2 separate regions of the Macaca mulatta genome follow, and region 2 is linked to region 1. The links are chromatin contacts, called in public Hi-C maps. All regions are on one chromosome and are shown on one strand. Each heading gives the region's core, a stretch centred on a gene start, on an enhancer-like site or on the middle of the called end of the contact. The rest is flanking DNA. Distances are from core to core; before and after follow the strand shown.

Region 1 (4,940 bases), core at 656-3,155:
TAGTTGGCAGAGCTGGGGTTCAAAGCACTAAAAAAGGCAGAGTGGGGTACAAGGGCATGGACTTTGGAGACAGGCCTAGAAACTCTTGTTTACAGGCTGTATCTCCTTACAGAGTCACTCCGTTCCCCCAGTTGTAAATAGGGGTAAAAATACTTACCTTGCAATGTTGTTGGGAGATTTAAAAATATTTGTACCTGGGCACAGTGGCTCACCTCTGTAATCCCAGCACTTTGGGAGGCTGAGATGGGCAGATCACTTGAGCCCAGGAGTTTGAGACCAGCCTGGACAACATACCAAGACCCCTTTCTACAAAAAAATAAAAAAATTAGCCAGCTGTGGTAGCACGCACCTGTAACCCCAGCTACTTGGGAGGCTGAGGTGGGAGGATAGCTTGAGGCCTCCTTGAGGTCGAGCCTGCAGTGAGCTGAGATTGTGCCCCTGCACTCCAGCCTGGGCGAGGTAGCAAGACCCTGTCTTAAAAAAAAATATATATATAAACACCTTCGCTCAGGAAATAATAAACAGGAATTCCTACCACAGGCTTTTAAGCTTTCAGCTTGCACACACAGACACAAAGTCAACATGTAACGAACTGTTCAGGCTACCCAAACCAGACAAATGGCCCCAGGAAGACCAGGAGCAGACTGTAACCGTAATCATCTTCAAATATCCGTACCCCAACTTGACCAAAGGAGGCCTCTGCAGAGGCAACTGAATAGTCTTTCAGGAAAGGCTAGCTTATTTTAGTCCAAGTGGGAGAGAAAGCGGGCAATCCGGCTGGTGTAAGGGCTGAGTTGGCCCAGCAGAAATGACCAGGCCTTACCACAGGCTAACACCACCTGCCCTTGGCAAACGAACGCCAGCTCGGGATTTCTGTAGCTTCAGCCAGCTTTGTCCTTTGTGATGGTGCCACCTAGCGAGGGTCCGGAGGCACTACCTACTCCCGGCAACTGCCAGGACCACTGCGACAAGGTGTTAGCCATTTAGGCCTAGGAAGGGTAATGGGGTCCACCCGAGTCAGCACCCTTCCATGACTCCGTAGAGGAAGCCCATGCTGTCCTTCCCCCAACCTCGTCCAGACCCATGGGGTCTGAAAAGCGCGAAAGGCCAGATACTAACACTTGTACATAACCGAGCAGTGATCTATTATCATTCCTCATTTTATGGTGTCCTCGCATCGAATCCCTCCCTGGGAATAGGAAAAACAGGCATCATCCTCATGAGAGCCACTGTACAGATGAGGAAACTGAGACTTGGCGGGAAAGTGGTTAACCCAAGGTCACAAAACGCCATCAGAGAAAGGGCTGGGACAAGAATCCCCGCCACTTGCATTCCGGTCCCCGGCTTCTACCCCGACCACACACCCCTCAGTTTGAAGACGCCGCATGCCCACCCCCACGGGGACCAGAGGCTCCGGTATCCTGCGCCGAAGACCAGCATGGGGGCGCAGGATAAAGACTGCACGGCGAAGACCGCACTTCTTTCTTCTCTGTCCATGGAGCGCCGGGCACGCTCGTCACGGCTCGGGGGCGGGGGAAGCGGGGCCCGAGGCAGGAAACAGCGTCCTGCGCGGGTAGCCCCTGGGAGCACGCGGCGCCGGGTCACGTGAGAGGGGAGCGCAGGAGAAGGGGCGTCGCGCGCAAGCACGCACGACGTACGCAAACACGCACAGAGGCGCTCACAGAGGCAAGCCCCAGACCCCGGGTCACATGTGGAGGGTGGCAGGCGAGAACAGGGGGGCGGGAAAGACGGAGAGATCACGTGGAGGAGGCCAGAGCAGGGAAGTCACGTGAGGGGGACGGAGGCGGGGCCGCCCAGGAGGAGGAGGAGGAGGAGGGGCGCGCGGCTTCCGGCGGCTGGGGGGGGGGCCAGCGAGCGGAGGGGGGGGCCTGTCCCGGAGGTGGCGGCGGCGCCATCTTGGCGAAGGGGGGATCAGGAAGTGCGGACCGCGGCGGCGGCGGCGGCGGAGCCCGGAGCGGAGGCCGGAGGCTCCCGGCCCGCCGGCCCCGGAGCGGAGCGGAGCGGAGGATGCAGCAGCCGCAGCCGCAGGGGCAGCAGCAGCCGGGGCCGGGGCAGCAGCTGGGGGGCCAGGGGGCGGCGCCGGGGGCCGGGGGCGGCCCAGGGGGGGGCCCGGGGCCGGGGCCCTGCCTGAGGCGAGAGCTGAAGCTGCTCGAGTCCATCTTCCACCGCGGCCACGAGCGCTTCCGCATTGCCAGCGCCTGCCTGGACGAGCTGAGCTGCGAGTTCCTGCTGGCTGGGGCCGGAGGGGCCGGGGCGGGGGCCGCGCCTGGACCGCATCTCCCCCCACGGGGGTCGGTGCCTGGGGATCCTGTCCGCATCCACTGCAACATCACGGTGAGGACCCCCTCTCGTGCTTCTCTGTGGGGGCCCCTTGTCAGGGACCCAGGATCACTCCATCCAGCTTTTTGCTCTTGAAGGACCTGGGAGGCCGAAGCCCCTCTTAGGGCTCAGCTCTTTCTCTCCAGGTTACATTTGTTTCTGCTGCTAGAGGTTATGCGGTGCATCCAGAATCTCTACCATTGACCCCGATAGTGAGGGACACCCCGACATATGGCGCTTAGACTACCCGTTTCCACGAACCCACCCACCATCCCAAGGTTCACGATTTTGGCTCTTTTTGGCTACTCCTCCACAACTTTATCTTGCTACCTAGGAATGCACCTTTCTTCCCCTTACTCTTATTTCAAGATATTAGGCCTCGGCACTGATCCTAGCTGCAAAGACCTGGCCTGAAACCCTCTGCACATTTCAGTGATGCCCCCTTCTCAGTAGTACCTCTGACTTAGGAGGTTGCCACCTGTGGGATCCCCGCCTAGGTATCCCTCAGGCAGCCCCTCTTGCTCTCTCAACTTCACCAAGTGATAGTTTGCAATTCGTTGACTCCTCTTCCTTCTCTCCTTTTAATTCTCTCTTTCTGGTGTAACCTCTAACTCTCCTCTTTTTGCCTCAGCTGGTAGCAGTTCTGCCACTCCCCTCCCTGTTCCCTGTGGATATGTCCATTTGCCCTGGGTTGTTGCTTTTCCTGGTAATGATAGTGATGTGATGTGCCAGCGCTACCCCCATTTATTATAGGCAGTAACAGTTCCATTTCTCCCCTGTGAGCGTCATTCCATCCTAGGCATACACCTTACATGTCTCCTGCCTGATCTATCCTCAGACATCCCTTGAATAGAGAATTGGCTTCTGCTAATTTAGGAATGTCTGGTACTGCATGGTATAGCACTTACATTGGTTGGTGTTACCTGCTGTGATGGTATTCTCTCTACCGGAGCAGTAGCTGAAATGCTAGCAGACAGTACTTTATCCAAGCAGGCAGACCTAATCGGAGTAGCCTGGGGAAAGGCAGAGTTGTGAATTCTCTGCTACTTGGGGGACTGAATTCAACTTACATGGTGTTTTCTGTCCGTTTTCTCAATCAGACCAGGTTAAGGTTTGGTGAGGTAAAGCCTCAGTTTGGATTGATTGGTGACCCACCAAAACTCGTATGTCCCATTTCTCTTTCATTTCCTTTCTCTTTTCCTGCTAGAAACTTAAAATTGAAGGACTAGGAGTGGCTTAGTCAAGTGAAGACTTGGGCATCTTTGATAATTATTTTTCCTTCAGCATTGAGGATTAGAGTCATGACAATGCTAAGATACCCAGTGGAGGTGGATAAGGTTTCCCTGGCTTGTGTGGGAACTTCAAGAGTTAATTTTGTTCCTGAATTAAGCTTCTAATTCCTTAAGGGTAGGTTTGCCCCCATCCAGCTGCTCTTTCTGTTGCCAGAGGCCATTTACTGCTTTTGTCCCTGGCAGGAAGTTAAATTTAGGGGGTCCTCAGCCAGACTCCCCATGGCTATAAAGGATACTTGGCCTAAACTAGCCCCCTTGGTTTGGGCAGAGGGGGAGTCTGGTCAGGCTGCATTTGGCACCGTGGCTCAGGAATGCTGGGAATGTCAGAAGCGTAGGCTTTCTCCCAGCCTGCCATGTGGAGCCCTACAGCCCACGCCTGGACTGAGAAGGTGGCAGGTTCCCAAGGGAGAGGTGGGGAGAATTGGTCTTTGAGGGGCTCTTCTGGGAGCGGTGTGGGTAGATTCTTGCCAGTACCCTTTTACTCTTGGGTTCTGGAGATACAGTCTAGTTTTTATACTTTCCTACAGAACTCTGCTTTTTTCACTTCAGTGTCATTGTGATGAGGTGATCCCTTCCTCAGCCCATTCTGGAGTTTGAAAAGCAAGCTTGGAGGACTCTGTTCTGGGTCCAGGGAGAACCTGAAGTCTAGAACTTGTATAGGCAGTGCAGGAGATGAGGACTCCCCCTTCGCTGTTAGCCAGGTTTGGCTGTGCTAGGTTTCCTGGTTTGTACTCTCGAGGAAAGAATGAAAAGGTTCCAGTCTGCTGCTTGGAAAGGGTCATCCCAGGGACTGTTTTTCGTCCAGTTTAGAATTTGTTGTGAAGCTCCTTGGTTAGATGCTGACCTGAGTTGGGCTTTTATGTGTGTGTAGGGGGTGGGGGTGGGAAGAAAAGGGGCTAGAAGTCTTGGGGGGAAGAGGACAGGCAAAATTTGGCTTTTCCCAGAGTCACCCATTTTGATTGCTCTTGTTGCTCTTTTCCCTTCAGGAGTCATATCCTGCTGTGCCCCCCATCTGGTCGGTGGAGTCTGATGACCCTAACTTGGCTGCTGTCTTGGAGAGGCTGGTGGACATAAAGAAAGGGAATACTCTGGTGAGGGGGCCACAGGGTAGGGGTGCATTTTGTTCCTATGAGGCCCATGCCACAAAAGCATCCTGTGAAAGGGATCCTGAAAAGTGGACAGTACACAGCTCAACATTTAGGGTACGATCTCTCAAGGGGAGTTGCTTACCGAATCCAGAGGGAGACCCTGCACCGGCCCCGGGACTGGTCCATCAGGAGACTCATTCCCACCGCCACATGGCCCATA
Region 2 (5,200 bases), core at 2,551-5,050, 360 kb after region 1:
TTGTCCAGAATCTCTGTTCTCTGAAAATGATTCCAACACACTGCTTTCACAGGTGCTTCTCTTGGTCTCCTAGTCCACATTTTCAAGAAACCAGAATGGCAATTACCCTCCACCACTCACCTTAATACACAAGGAATCTCAAATTTGTCTCAAACCAAAAGCATCTAGCACAAAGTTTTATTTGGAAGAAAGTGCTTCTAGGAAATCATTTTAAACTTGAGACCTTAATGCTGGCAAGATGACTTAGTTGAGTCTTTAAAGAGACACAGAACACACAGGGCTTTCCCCAAACCAGAATATAGTTTTTGTTACAAGACTTCTAACAATGAAGGATTCTACTGAATTCAAGTTCCTTTAGTTCATACTTTGTTTTATAATGCAATCTCAGCTGCTGCATTTAGTACAAAAGAAAACATTAATCATATGATGGAGTGCTCAAAATAATAGGTTACTCTGCCTTTATTCCCTTCCAAAGAGGATAAGTTTATACTTTTCTGCTCTATATTTAATTTTTCTTGTTAATGAAACCTTATACAGCATAATTCTAGACTGCCCAGAGATATTACTGGATTCGAGTGGGAGGAAGGACTTCTAAAGAAATATGCAAGGATTAACTATTAGGGAAGTGAATTTCATCTGATTTTCTTGGATGTCACAGAGAAAGTTGACTTTTTCTATGCATAAATTCTTCACCAAGTTGCGTCAATAGGTTACACAGGTCTTTGCATCAAGAAAGATTTTTTTAAGGCAGCTTCAGGTAATTTTTAAGCCATTACCTCTTCTCCCTACACATATAGGCACACAAAGACCCATAAATATTTCAAGCTAGAAAGGATTATTTGCTACACAGTAGCCCATTTTCCCAGGTTAGCATTATAGCCAAGTTTCAACTTTACAAAAAAAAAAGTTGTTTAACCAAGTACCCCGAATCCAAATCAACAAGACTACATATACACATATATACGTATATATATCAAGATGAGAGGAAAACTATTTTGTTTTAAAATCGGCTCTAAGATGAACTTTCTAATATGGCATAGTCATTTCCAACCCACTACTGTAACTTACAAATAATGACTGTTTTCTACTCCACATGTGATATCAATTTGTGAGAATAAGTTATATTGCAGGCATAAACTGCATGACTAGCTATATACGATTGCATATACTGTACCAGTCAGATGTAAACATATTAAAAAGTCATCTTGAAAGATATAATTAACCAAGAAAGAAAAAAACCCTCCTAATCACTCTTGCTAGTAACATTTCCCTCTTACAAGTGCTTCGAAATGTGACTAAGAAAATTTTACCACCTAGTAGTGACAACGCTGAGCAACAGGTCAAAAGTAAGTTATCTGGAATGGATCACTTGAGGGCACAGAATTAGTAGCAAGCAGACCCATTCCCAGCTATCACACTGGAGGCAAAGATCTTGTTACTTACTTGCTCTTTCTTAGAATATAAAAAGATTTAAAGGAAGTAGGGTGAGAAGTATTGGAGACCAAGGAAATAGTGCGAGAGTAAACACAGGTTTCAACACAGGAGTGCCCTTGACTCTTTTCTGAAAACCAGCTACTTAAAAAAATAGCCAGAGAAATTTCACTGAAAAAACTAAATAACAAATATTTATTGAGAATCTACTATGTGTCCAATACTTCAGGAAAATACAAAAGCAGTATGACTTGGTAGCTGCCCTCAGGGAGCTTACAATCTAATTTAAGAAACAATTCAGAAACTGAAGCTGGACTGGGTTGGGTAAAACTTGCTACCTCTAACAGAACAACTAATTTCTGTAGATGCTTTGCTGAAATGGTCCCTGCATCCCCTTCCCCACCACCCTGAAATCTAGTTAGCAAGAGTACTTCCCAGTAAGGACATAGCAAGGAGGAGCTTTAAAGATCAAAAAACAAAACAGGACATTTTTAGGCCTTTCATCACTAGTTTACGTGCCAGCAATACTTCCCATTCACAAAGGAAACAATCATTGAGATAGTCTAATCTTTAAGGACAATGGTGTCAGATCTCAAAGCAGTTTTATCAACTGATACACAGCCAAAATGTTTTAATTCTCTATAATCATTGGGACAGTGTAATATTTAAGTACAATGGAGACAGATTTCAAAGCAGTTTTATCAACTGATACACAGCCAAAATGTTTTAATTCTCTAGAAATGCTGGTTACTAGTAATGCTCATCACCTCCCAGCAAGTCACATCAGGTATCCCCAAAACAGGATGTGGGGCGGAGGTAGGTAGGATGGGAGAGAAGACAAAAAAAAAAGGTTTCTCCATGTAATAATCAGGGAGAGTCAAAGGCAAAAACGTTAACAATAATAACAAAAACGCCTGTTACTGTGATGTTTTTCTTCCCACAACATCCTACACCAGAGGTGGCTACATTTCAAGAAGGGTGGAAAAGGAGCAGTCTCCAGTTTGTGACATCAGTTTGCAAAGCAATTTAAGGGCTGTCCACAAGGTTAAGGGTTTGAAGAAATTGGGCATTCCTGTCCCATTATGAGAAAAGTGAACAAATACCCCAGTGCTCTAGTGACGTCCCTTAAGCGTAATACACCCTATGGGGGCTTCCATGTCTAGCTTCCCAAATAACATAATTGTTTGGGGTACCCAAACTACAGTATAAACAGGAAGCTAAAGACAGCAGCAAAAACATATTCCAAGAACTGGGTTGGTGAGAAAGAAGGGAGGGAAAAGGAGCTGACAAAGAGCCTGGAAACGGAGAGGGGACGCAAGCCCACGCGTGGAGGATGGGAGGCTCACCCCCCTCAGCGCCACATCGAGAGCCCACGGGGCCAATCTCCTTCCTACCTCCCAGCCGGAACAAATTAATCCTTCGCACACCAAACTGAGGGCCACATGGGGGAGTTTGGGGCAGCTCCACCCCATCGCCCTCCCTCCCCCACGCCACCCCCAAACCAGGCCGGATCCGGATCAGGGGAGGCCCGCAGTGGGTGGAAAGGGAGGAGGCCCTCTCCTCCGCAGGCACCGGCCGGGGTGAAGAGAGGGCCCTACCTCAGGCAAGGCCCAGGCCTCGCTCGCTCGCGCTCTTTCTCGCTCTCCCCTCTCAGGCTCTAGCCGCATGGCCCCCCCTTCCTACGGCTGCTCCAAGCCCCGCCCCGGCCACGCTCCCAAATCGAGGCCCCGGCTCTGGCGCGGCCCACTAGGCCCCGAACCCAACCATAAACAAAACCTCCGGCGGCCGACTCGCGGGGGGGGGGCGCCAGGGCTCGCATGACTACGAGGGGGGGTGTACAGTGGGGGAACACACGGTGCGGGGGGGCCTACCGAGGGAGGGGGCATACGGCGGGGGCAGGGGAGAAAAGAGGGAGGGTAAAAGGGGGATCGCGGATTTAAAGGGGCCGCGGACAATACCCGGCCCCGCCGCGCTGCCGCTGCCGCCGCCGACGCCGCCAACGCCGCTGCGCTCCCAACTTTACCTCAGTCTCCTCCACACTGACACCCCGGGCCGCGCCGCCCCTGTCACGTGATATAAGATTCCCTCTTCCCCACCCCCTCCCTCCTTTTCCCTCTCGCGCTCGCTCTCGCGCCTTTCCCCGCCCACTTGCCTTCCTGCGTCCCCCAGCGCGTGACGCTAAAAGGGGCGCGCACGCAAGCGTGCGCGTGCCACCTCGCCACGAGACACCTCTTTCCGGCTCCGCGAGTCCGCTCCGCCTCCTTCACGGCGGCCCTGCCTCCACCACGTGACCCAGGGATGGCCGCGGCTTCCTCTTACTGTCGTAGTTCCGCGTCTCAGCGCTCGACGCTCCTGGGTGCCATTGCCTGCCTGAGTCACGTGTCAGGGGGAAGCTGGAAGGCATCGTTCTCCTTTCCCAGCCCCCCTGCCTGTCCGCCATGTTTTCAGGCCGGGTCTGGCTTGGTCTTCCCCCATAAGGAAATGGCCGGGGAGCTCCAGGGGACCCAGGCGCCGTCGCTGCGGCGGAGCCTGGGCTGACCAGCCAGGACAGCGGGGTAAACCCGAACAATTCTGCGCGAGGTAGGGAGGCCATGGCGTCCGGCAGTAACTGGCTATCCGGGGTGAATGTCGTGCTGGTGATGGCCTACGGGAGCCTGGTGAGGAGATTCCCCCACCCCATTCCTGCTGTCGCATCTTAACCAGTAGAGACCCTCTTCTTGAGCTGTTCCCCGTCTGCATTCTCCACCCACTCACCTGCGCCTATCTGGGCTTTGATTCCTTATTCCAGGAGTAGGTGGGAGTTTAAGTCACCTGCTCCAGCCGACCCGCCCTCTTTGGCCTAGAACTCTCCCTCTAACGCTAGAGCACAGACCCCACGCCTCCCTGCTACTGGCTTCTTAGATCCACCCCTATCATAACGGTCTTGCTTTACCCCAAGTTTTACCCTGAAACATTCCCGAGAGCCAGAATCTGGCGATTTGGAATGAAGGCATGCTTAAAAAAAATACCCAACTGTCTTTTTATTAAAGGATTCTTACATCTTTTTGGACAGGTGTTTGTACTGCTATTTATTTTTGTGAAGAGGCAAATCATGCGCTTTGCAATGAAATCTCGAAGGGGACCTCATGTCCCTGTGGGACACAATGCCCCCAAGGTAGGTCCTTAGGGCACGACTTAAACATACTTTTCAGATCTTTTAGGGTCAAGAATGAGATTTGCTCTGCCTTTAGTGATGACTTTAATTCTCGTGTTTCTTTGCGTGCACTTGTGCTTGTTCTAAGTTGAGCAGGCACTGTGCACTTTGGGACTTGGCTCCTGCTCAGTGCTGTGGCAAGCAGGAACTTCTGTTATTGTATCTGCAGAATGAAGGGCTTGGGTCGGAGTTCCCAATTCTTTGTAGTAAAATATTTCCCAGCTCATCTTAAACTACTCAGTGTTTTTTGTTTGATTAGGATGGGGTTGAGATCATTAAGGTTAACCCAAGAGCAATGAGGAGGGTTACCTCTACATAACTGTAGACTTAACAGGAGCTCCATAAATCACGTAGTTCCACCATTCGTGTTACCAACAAGCCCAAGAAAAGGAAGCAGTTTACCAGAAGACATGTAGGAAGTGAATAACCCAGTGGTCTTTTATCTTTGTCTGTACTTTCTCCTTAGGTGATTGTGTTCCTTTCCTTGGCTTTAGCTACAGATGAAATTTTATCTCTATCCCAGAACTCTTTCCTGAGTTCCATGCATATATTGCGAACTGACTACCTGACATTTTG

What was found. A called contact is a pair of places that touch in the nucleus more often than the background predicts.
Region 2: a Hi-C map of liver shows a contact between it and region 1, with 4 times the contacts expected there. The contact joins the promoter of UBAP2L here to the promoter of UBE2Q1 in region 1. A contact is called at or near these places in 2 of 14 Hi-C or Micro-C datasets (cortical neurons and liver).

The regions. Positions count from the first base shown.
Region 1 is chr1:112,444,039-112,448,978 of T2T-MMU8v2.0, forward strand. UBE2Q1 (ubiquitin conjugating enzyme E2 Q1) reads left to right here and starts at 1,906. Exons shown (of 14, transcript XM_077945426.1): 1 at 1,906-1,995; 2 at 2,123-2,355; 3 at 4,619-4,723.
Region 2 is chr1:112,805,593-112,810,792 of T2T-MMU8v2.0, forward strand. UBAP2L (ubiquitin associated protein 2 like) reads right to left here and starts at 3,801. Exons shown (of 28, transcript XM_077945775.1): 1 at 3,584-3,801. C1H1orf43 (chromosome 1 C1orf43 homolog) reads left to right here and starts at 3,861. Exons shown (of 7, transcript XR_013398020.1): 1 at 3,861-4,088; 2 at 4,484-4,585.